3 separate regions of the Sus scrofa genome follow, and regions 2 and 3 are each linked to region 1. A link is a contact called in public Hi-C and HiChIP or PLAC-seq data. All regions are on one chromosome and are shown on one strand. Each heading gives the region's core, a stretch centred on a gene start, on an enhancer-like site or on the middle of the called end of the contact. The rest is flanking DNA. Distances are from core to core; before and after follow the strand shown. Region 1 holds the start of RPL26 (ribosomal protein L26). Region 2 holds the start of RANGRF (RAN guanine nucleotide release factor). Region 3 overlaps MYH10 (myosin-10).

Region 1 (2,937 bases), core at 428-2,927:
AGCTGGCCCATGAAAGTGCTCCATAAACATTTGTTGAAATCAATTGCAGCACGAGAATTCTGCTTTTTTTTTTTTTTTTCTTTTTATCTTTTTAGGGCTGCACCTGCAGCACATGGAAGTTCCCAGGCTAGGGACTGAACCCCAGCTACAGCTGCCGGCCTGCTCTGCAGCCACAGCAACGCAGGATGTGAAGTGCATCTGCGACCTACACCCTACACCCTACACCAGAGCTCACGGCAACGCTGGATGCCTGTCCCACTGAACAAGGCCAGGGATCAAACCTGCATCCTCATGAATACTAGTCAGATTTATTTCCGCTGCACCACAACTGGCAACCCCTGGATTCCTGAATTACAAATAAAACCCCGGGGAACTTCTTCACAGCATGTGTAAGAACACAACTCTTTTTAAATCATGAAAACATTTGTTCTTGACTGAATCCACTCTTTGACTTGACCCAATGGGGTATTACAAATGGGACTGTACATAGAATTACGAGAAGGGGCTGGGAAGCCAGCCTGCATGGCTTGGTTAGAGGCAAGATTTATATATAACCTTGTTGTTCATGACAGGATTTATATGGGTTCCTATAACCTCGCACAAGCTCCTCTCACTTCTCTGTGGTCCAGTGTCCCATCTGTAAAATGGGACAATACCAGGACCCGAGGCTGTCTGGTGGAATAAAGGAGCGAAAATTGCAGGGAGTGGAAGAGTGTCCCCAACACTCGGAAAGCTCACTGCTCGTTGTACCACGCAACGCGTGTCTTCCCCCAGCATGACAGCCGCCTTACTCACTCAGCAGAAACCGATCCCTCAGCAGGGGCGCGGCCGGCGCTCACCCCGCAGTGCAGTCCTTTTGCAAGGGGAGCGCGCCCCCTTGCCTTGCTTCCATCAGATCCTGAACCGAATGAGAGCAGGCAGTGCAATTCGGAAAAGGGCACAGCTCTCGGCGGGAAAGGCTTCCCCACGCCGCGCTCCTTCAAAGCGCGATCTTGGACCAGCACCCTCGGTGTCCCCTGGGAGCTCGTTAAAAACGCGGACCTACTTGGGCGGGGTGGGAGGAGGACCCGGGCCCCAGTCCTTGGAAGGCCTCTTGCCGGCGGGAGCCGAACCTCGGGCGGACCCCACGGAGCAGTCGGCACACGCCGCGGCCTGGGGGCGGCAGCGGCCGTGGGGCTGGAGCTGGCTACCGGACAGACACACCAAACAGACCCACGCCCGTGGCTTGGGCGGGATTGTCCAGGTAATCGAGGTGCCCGGCCTGCCGGAATCCCAGCGCCACCTTGCTTTCAAATATAGGACCTGCTCTTTCCCGGCTAATGGGATACCAGTCGCCGGGCGCTAGGGAGTGAAGGGGCAGGGGTCCCTGGAGCCGCTCGTTCCCTCAACACCCGCAGCAAGAGTCAGAGCCTGAGCAGCCCCCGCCACTCGCCCAGGTACCACTGTTCCCAGAGAACTCACCTGTGGAACCCACAGCTCCCAAGGGAGGAACCAGGACCTGGAGAAGTGTTTTGCAGTCCCTCACAGTTCCCCTCCGAGACACAAGAGGTCGGTAGTCATCAGTTTCGTTCCCAGTTTCCTCTCCGCCGTCAACGCCGTGCCTCTCTCGCTCCAAGAAACATCTGTCTCGCGAGATCTCTCGGAAACTTACACAACCGGAAGACGACTGTGGTTCTCTTCCCTTTTGCGGCCATCGCTGAAGCGCCAGCGGGTGAGAATTTCCCCGGACAGTGCATATAATCTGCAGCCATCCGTTCACGAGCACGGTGGCTCTCGATCCCGGGGACCTAGATCATGTTCTGGAGGTCGAGTAGCAGCCAGAGAGGGGGGCCAGGATGGTCTCGGCCTGTTTTTCCCCTATCCAAAGGGCCTCCGGGCTGGGGGAGGAGGAGAGAGACTTTGGGACTTGGAAACCAGCGCTAAAGGGGAGGGAGCCTGTTGCGATGGAATCTAGCCTGTGCAGTGTGGTTTCCGAAGTAATGATCTCCATATAGTTTCTTGGTAAATGTGCAGAACTTTCAGATCGCGTTCGCCCGTCAGACGCCTTTTTGGACTCGAGTTCTGTGCGTTTTCCAGGTTCGGGATGAGGAGCCTGGTTTCATTCATTGTGGAGGGGTTCAAATGTGCTCACACTCCGTAGGCTAACGTTGATTGGTCTTTCTAAAACGTGATTCTATTTAAATTGAGTTGTCAATCTGCTTTGCCCTAATTCAGTAGATGTAAGTCCTATCTTAGCTTCCTTACACAAGAAGTTTAAAACAAGTGTTGATAGTGGAAAGTTCTGTTTTGGTGGAGTTAAAGGATTTATGACAATTTCTGTGAGCGTTGTAAACGTTCGAGATGAAACTGTTGCAGTTACTTGTTTATAAACTGAGTGAGGTTTTGGCCGTGTAAGGGTTTACATTTAATTTTTTATTTAGCCAAAATGAAGTTCAATCCTTTTGTGACCTCCGACCGAAGCAAGAACCGTAAAAGGCATTTCAATGCACCTTCCCACATTCGCAGGAAGATTATGTCTTCCCCTCTTTCCAAAGAGCTGAGACAGAAGTACAATGTTCGATCCATGCCCATCCGAAAGGACGATGAAGTTCAGGTATGTGCTGTGTTCTTATCATCATAGCGGATGTCCCACACATTTGGCATAGACGGTGGACTGCGTTCTGCAAGGGACACATCTGAGACACTGGCTCCCAGAACACGGAGTAGAAAGATGTTGAGCCAGGGACTAAAGTATAAAAAGTGTGCTGCTTTCTTCACCTTTACTTTGGTGAAAATCAGTTGCCCCAAGTATCAGATGCAGTCATAGTTAAACAAAAGAAAGATGGCTTGGAACCATAACATTAGATTGGGGAGTATTTTTTTCTGGGTATGTTTGGTTGTTGAGGAGGCATTTGAGGACTAGTAAACAATTGTGTGTCTGAGTCAAAATCCAGACAG
Region 2 (2,700 bases), core at 117-2,616, 68 kb after region 1:
GGACTATGTCCCATCCCTTGTCCTCTTGCAGAACAAAAGCCCTAAGTCTTCCACAGCAGCATGCAGCGTTTCAGCATCCTTATTGGGAACCAAAGATGTTGGGATCGTGAAGAGTCAGACTGGTCACCAGCTGCTCAAAATCACCCAGGCTCCAGGGCGGAAGTGACAGATTTTCAGGGCCAAGAGATGACCTATTCTCAGGGTTTGGGGGGTGGGGAATAGATAGAAAGAAAACATCATCTAGGTCTTGGGTTTGTAAGTTCCCATTTCCTGTTCCCCAGAGGACCTGGGTATCTGTGACCCCAAACCCCTGGCCCACTCCCACTTCCTCGGAGTACCCCACCAGCCAGTCTCCCTACTCTGCCCCTTCCAGCCAGTTCTCATGGGGACCCAGTCATGAGCCATGCGCCTTTTCTATCCTCCTTACGGGGGCTGATTGAAGGTGAGCAGGAGATCAGTCTGGTACTGGGGCAGCCGCAGCAAGGCCTGGTGCAGTGTCACACACTTTGCTACCTAAAGGATCATAGACAGGATGCTTACCTGATTCCCTAGGACCACCCTTTTTACCCCTCCAGGATGTCCCATACTCCCTTGGCCCTCACCTGCTGGTTTTCTTTAGCCACCTGCTGCTTGCCAGAGAGGATCCACGCCTCTTGACAGCAGCCCCTCAGGGCCAAGTTCTCCAAAAGGAGGGGCTGCACAGCCTCCACTTGCACAGCCCTAGCCTCCTGCACGCCACCAACGTCCTCAAAGTGGTACCTGGAGTGGGGTGAGCAAGGTCAGGGAGGGGCAACTCTCCCCGCCCCTTACAAGCATCTCTTTTTAAGTCCTAAACTTGGCTCACCTCCGGTGATAAGGTGTTGCCCTTGGAGTTCCCATTAACCAGATTAACTGTCCAGCCACAGACCCCGCCCATTTATTCGGTTCCGGCCCTCCCATTGGCCAGCGGCGGGCCTGCCTCCCTCACCGCGCAGCCTCTTCGCCCTGCACATGGGCCTGCAGCTCCAGAAGTTCCACGATCAGGCTCTGGTCTGTCTCGCGATGGCAGAAAACTTCTTGATTGTCCGGAACCGGTCGGAGGTCGCTGGAGAGAGGCGAGGCACACCCTGGTTGACCCCGGCTTCGTCCTGTAACCCACCTGGTCAACCTCCATTGGCGCCCAGGCCTTCTCACCTCACATCAATGGCCCCGGGCGGGAGAGTGGCGGAGAAGGCGCCCCCGAACAGTGGGTAGTCTCTCATGGGCTCCATGGGCGAAGACTATGGTATGGACATTAGCGACTTAAAAGAAACCCACAAGGGGCCATGTAGCATCACCTCCCTGTGTTTCGCTGCAGCCACGGCCACCTCCGGTCTTTCTTAGCTCCCGATCCTTTAAGATTTGGCTCCGCCCCGCGACCGCGCTGGCCAATCGGCGTCCGCGCCTTGGGGGCGGTGCCCCAGCCTAGCTGCCGGCGGAAGCTTGCTTTTAAGAGGGCGCGGGGCGGAGCCGCGGGGTCAGCTAGGAGCTAAGACCTCGGTTTAGGATTTGTGACGCGCTCCTGGTCACTAGCCCGCGCCCGCCGGTCTCCTACTTTTAAAGAGGTCGCACTTTCTAAGAATGCGTCTGAGACCCCCTTTAGGGGCCGTTGCCCGTCCAAGGGACAGAGGTTTTGGTGGGGTTCCTGAGTCAGGGAGGAATAGTTTCAGGGTCTCTCAGTGACAGGGTCTCTCAGCTGCCAACCGGTCGCTAATTCCCGGATGCAGGGAATTAGAGGAACAATGGGGCCAGGTGTGTGGGCCGGGTTAGGATTCAGGCCTCACGCCTTCCTGAAATCAAAACCCAACTTGGAGATTATATATCTAATCCCCCACAAATCTTCGATTTGAGAATGAGGTGAGAGGTTGGAGGGGCCGGGAGAGGGGCTTTCCCTCCCTCCTCGCACACCTGGGTGAAAGCCAGAATAAACTCTGTTGTTTTTTCTTTTATAGATTTTTAGAGTGTTCTTAAAATTTTGGCTCAAGTGTATCCTGCCAGCTAATTTCTCCATTCACCTTTGCGCCCCAGCACCTGGCAGAGTGTTAGAACATAACAGACCTATTGTGTCTATGAATGGTTGAATAAATCCAGTAGGGTCAATTTTGTTTGCTTGGGTTTTTGTTTTGGTTTTTTCTTATTTTTTTTATTTTCCCACTGTACAGCAAGGGGATCATGTTATCCTTACATGTATACATTACAATTACATTTTTTTCCCCCACCTTTTGTTCTGTTGCAACATGAGTATCTAGATGGTTTTTTGTTTTGTTTTGTTTTTTTGTTTTGGGTCTTTTTAGGGCCGCACCTATGGCATATGGATGTTCCCAGGCTAGGGATTGAATCAGAACTGTAGCTGCCATCCTACACCATAGCCACAGCCACAGGGGATCCGAGCCGCATGTGCTACCTACACCACAGCTCACTGGCAACGCTGGATCCTTAACTCACTGAGTGAGGTCAGGGATGGAACCTGCTTCCTCATGGACATTAGTCAAGCTCATTACTGCTGAGCCGCTATGGGAACTCCTTTTTTTTTTTTTTTTTTTTCTATCTCAGTAGGGTGAATTTCGGAATCCAGGGGACCACACAGGCCCTCAGAAATTCTGGATGTCATCTATTTCCCACCCAAAAATGAGCAAGAGAATGCTCATCCTGAGGCCATCCATGCATAGGGTTCCAAGTGCC
Region 3 (2,827 bases), core at 52-2,551, 130 kb before region 1:
GACCTCGTCGTGTGATGGGCAGGCGAGAAGTCACCAAGGAGAGGGCGGGAGTTGGGGCGGCAGGTGTTCGTGGTCCCCAGGAGAAGCGGGGTGGGGAGCTGATGGACGCGGCTGTGCTGGTCAGCAGGTGAAGGCCAGGCTCAGGTTCACCAGGCACCAGACCTGTCCCTGCCTGAGTTGGGTCACACAGGGAGCTGAGGGGGCCGCATGATGGGAAATTGGCTGAAAGGCGTAGAAGTGCAAGATGGGGACAACTCTAGAAAGAAGCGTGGCTCCAAGGAGATGGAGAAGCAGGCGGATGCAGGGTTACAGGAAGTTCGTTGTCAAGGCGCCCGGAGGGGCGGGTCTGTGCTGTTTGCTGCTGGAGCAAGTGCAGGGGGACAGCTGAAGACACAGGAAAGCACGGTGGCGTCTGAGGGGACGGAGGGCTGGCTCTGTGCACAGGCAGGAGGAGAAGCCGTGACCTAAACCCTCGAGTCTGACGGCTTCACTCGGGAGACGGTGTAGACAGGACAAACGCCTGGGCCTGGCGGCCAGTCCCCGCTCACCGCAGTCCCCACTGGAGGCCTGCGCGACCTGACCAGTTCCCTCGCCTCCTGGTCATGGTTTCCGCTTCCCACAAACCTCACTGGAGACCGAGGATTGGAATCAAGACTGAGGCTTTGCTGACAAAGCCCTTCATTCGGTGCCAGGTCCCATGTGCTTTCTCCCTTGGGGACAAACGAGAAAAACGGAGGGGACCGCTAGGGTTGAAGAGAGTGTTGAGAGGGATAGTTCAGTTGATACTCTGATTTTTAAAAAAATACTCAGTGTTTCATTCATTCACCGGGCGTTTTTTTAGATGAGAGTATATCAGGGACCAGACGTTCTGCCGCAGCTGGTGCGCTGCCGCGTGCGCCGTCAGCGGGCGTCGGCTGCGTTAACGGAGCGCAGTGTTCGAGAGGCGAGGTTGGACTCGGCTTAGGCGCCGATTCTTTTCGGGGCCGCTGAAGCTGTGTCCTTGCCCCTTCCCTAAGTGTCCCCTGTGCTCTGGGGAGACAGCTGAGGGTGACTTAGCCCCAAACACCCGAGCCGCTGTGACCTCACCTCTCCCCGGTGGCCTTTCTCCGTGGAAATCTACTGACTCGTCAGAGCTGCCCCTGGTCCCTGATGACTGAGCATATTCACTCGGAGGATCTGCCTTTACGGTCATAGCTTTTTAGGTCCGTTTTTAGAAGCCATTTCCTCCTTTGAGACGGGTCGCAGTGTCGGTTTGTGTCAGTAGTGCCAGCCAACGAGCTCTCATTTCCCAAATCATTGTGTATGCAACAGGCCAGTGTCATCAAAGACAGTGAGTTCCCGCGGGTAGCGCAGCGGGCGGCATCTGCTGGTGTGTGGTGTGAACTTGTCAGAGCACCCCGGTTCCCACCCTCCAAGTGTGTGGCTGTGAGCTCCCCGGCTTGTGCAGTGTCTAAATAAGCTGACTGCCTGACCTCTATGGCATCTCCTACCATCCGTCCCACAAAGCTTGTGCTGCTGCACTTACCACTCTGTCTTCTCGTCCCCCGCTAACGAGTTAGATGCGGCTCATTTTCCCACCTCGCTTTTATCCCCCCCAGTGGACCGGATCGTGGGTCTGGACCAAGTCACGGGGATGGCGGAGACGGCATTCGGCTCCGCGTATAAGACCAAGAAGGGCATGTTTCGGACCGTCGGGCAGCTCTACAAAGAATCTCTCACCAAGCTGATGGCCACGCTCCGGAACACCAACCCCAACTTCGTGCGCTGCATCATCCCCAATCACGAGAAGCGGGTGCGTGGGTGTTCGGGCAAAGCCAGGCCCGGGTTTAGGACTGGTCTCGGTCGGGAGGCAAAGCTGAAGCTGAAAATCCGTCCTCTGCTTACTAGGCCGGCAAACTGGATCCGCACCTCGTGCTGGATCAGCTTCGCTGCAATGGTGTCCTGGAGGGGATCAGAATCTGTCGCCAGGGGTTCCCCAACCGGATCGTTTTCCAGGAATTCAGACAGAGGTATCACCCACTTTTAAGCTTTGTCCCGCAGGGATCAAGCGGTGAGGGGACAGGAGAGGTTTTCCCTTGTTTCCTGGAGTTTCCGCCTTCTTTTCAGACAGGAAGGGATCCATCGCATCATTCCCTTTATTGCTGGTCAGGCACAGGGGGGCCTGCTTTCCACACAGGCAGGGTGCTCACGACCACTGTGGGTGCAGCAAAGACTGCTGCCCCCGGCCTCTGGGCCCTGAGGCAGCCGTGAGGAAATGCAGAGCGCCGAGAACTCACAGTTGATTCATTCCGGCAGTTCCGCCTGTGATTGCAACATAATTCAGGGGCGGGGGTGGGGGGCAACAATTGCGTGCAACAGCTCGATGCGGGATCGCTGTTCCCACACCAGGGATTGAACCAGGGCCGCAGCAGTCTCTGACCTGGGAGAATTGACCTCGGCTTTCGTTTTGCTGCTGCTTTTAAGAAATAGAAACTAGGGGGATTCCAGTCGTGACGCAGCAGAAATGAATCCGACTAGGAACCATGAGGTTGCCAGTTCGGTTCAGTTCGTGGCCTCACTCAGTGGGTTGAGGATCCAGCATTGCCGTGAGCTGTGGTGTAGGTCGCAGACGCGGCTCGGATCCGGCGTGGCTGTGGCTGTGGCGTCACTGGCAGCTACAGCTCTGATTAAACCCCTAGCCCGGGAACCTCCGTAAGCTGCGGTGTGGCCCTAAAAAGGACAAAAGACGGAGTTCCTGACATGGCTCAGTGGTTAACAAATCCGACTGGGAACCATGAGGTTGCGGGTTCGATCCCTGGTCTTGCTCAGTGGGTGAAGGATCCGGTGT

Evidence for each region. A called contact is a pair of places that touch in the nucleus more often than the background predicts. HiChIP or PLAC-seq counts read pairs in DNA pulled down with a chosen protein or histone mark.
Region 2: a contact with region 1 is called in a Hi-C map of skeletal muscle, with 2.4 times the contacts expected there. The contact joins the promoter of RANGRF here to the promoter of RPL26 in region 1. A contact is called at or near these places in 10 of 47 Hi-C or Micro-C datasets (adipocytes, alveolar macrophages, blood and 6 more) and 2 of 2 datasets of contacts at active chromatin or transcription factors (alveolar macrophages and skeletal muscle).
Region 3: an H3K27ac HiChIP or PLAC-seq map of alveolar macrophages shows a contact between it and region 1. The contact joins the enhancer-like site here to the promoter of RPL26 in region 1. A contact is called at or near these places in 9 of 47 Hi-C or Micro-C datasets (embryonic fibroblasts, epiblast stem cells, fetal skeletal muscle and 3 more) and 2 of 2 datasets of contacts at active chromatin or transcription factors (alveolar macrophages and skeletal muscle).

What each region holds. Positions count from the first base shown.
Region 1 is chr12:53,552,193-53,555,129 of Sscrofa11.1, reverse strand. RPL26 (ribosomal protein L26) reads left to right here and starts at 1,677. Exons shown (of 4, transcript NM_001243458.1): 1 at 1,677-1,711; 2 at 2,421-2,593. The coding sequence starts at 2,426. It also overlaps a transcript of NDEL1 not described here.
Region 2 is chr12:53,483,947-53,486,646 of Sscrofa11.1, reverse strand. RANGRF (RAN guanine nucleotide release factor) reads right to left here and starts at 1,366. Exons shown (of 5, transcript NM_001243369.1): 1 at 1,174-1,366; 2 at 968-1,084; 3 at 603-759; 4 at 428-513; 5 at 1-191. The coding sequence starts at 1,250. The coding sequence ends at 80.
Region 3 is chr12:53,678,190-53,681,016 of Sscrofa11.1, reverse strand. It overlaps MYH10 (myosin-10), which reads left to right. Exons shown (of 44, transcript XM_021067863.1): 18 at 1,599-1,792; 19 at 1,888-2,009. Among named protein-coding and RNA genes, the nearest start is that of NDEL1, 78 kb to the right of the region's middle. Within about 2 kb of position 1,301, at least 6 of the 83 cell types and tissues checked have an H3K27ac peak or open chromatin away from gene starts, as enhancers often do. A contact at or near this core is called in alveolar macrophages, where this site is marked.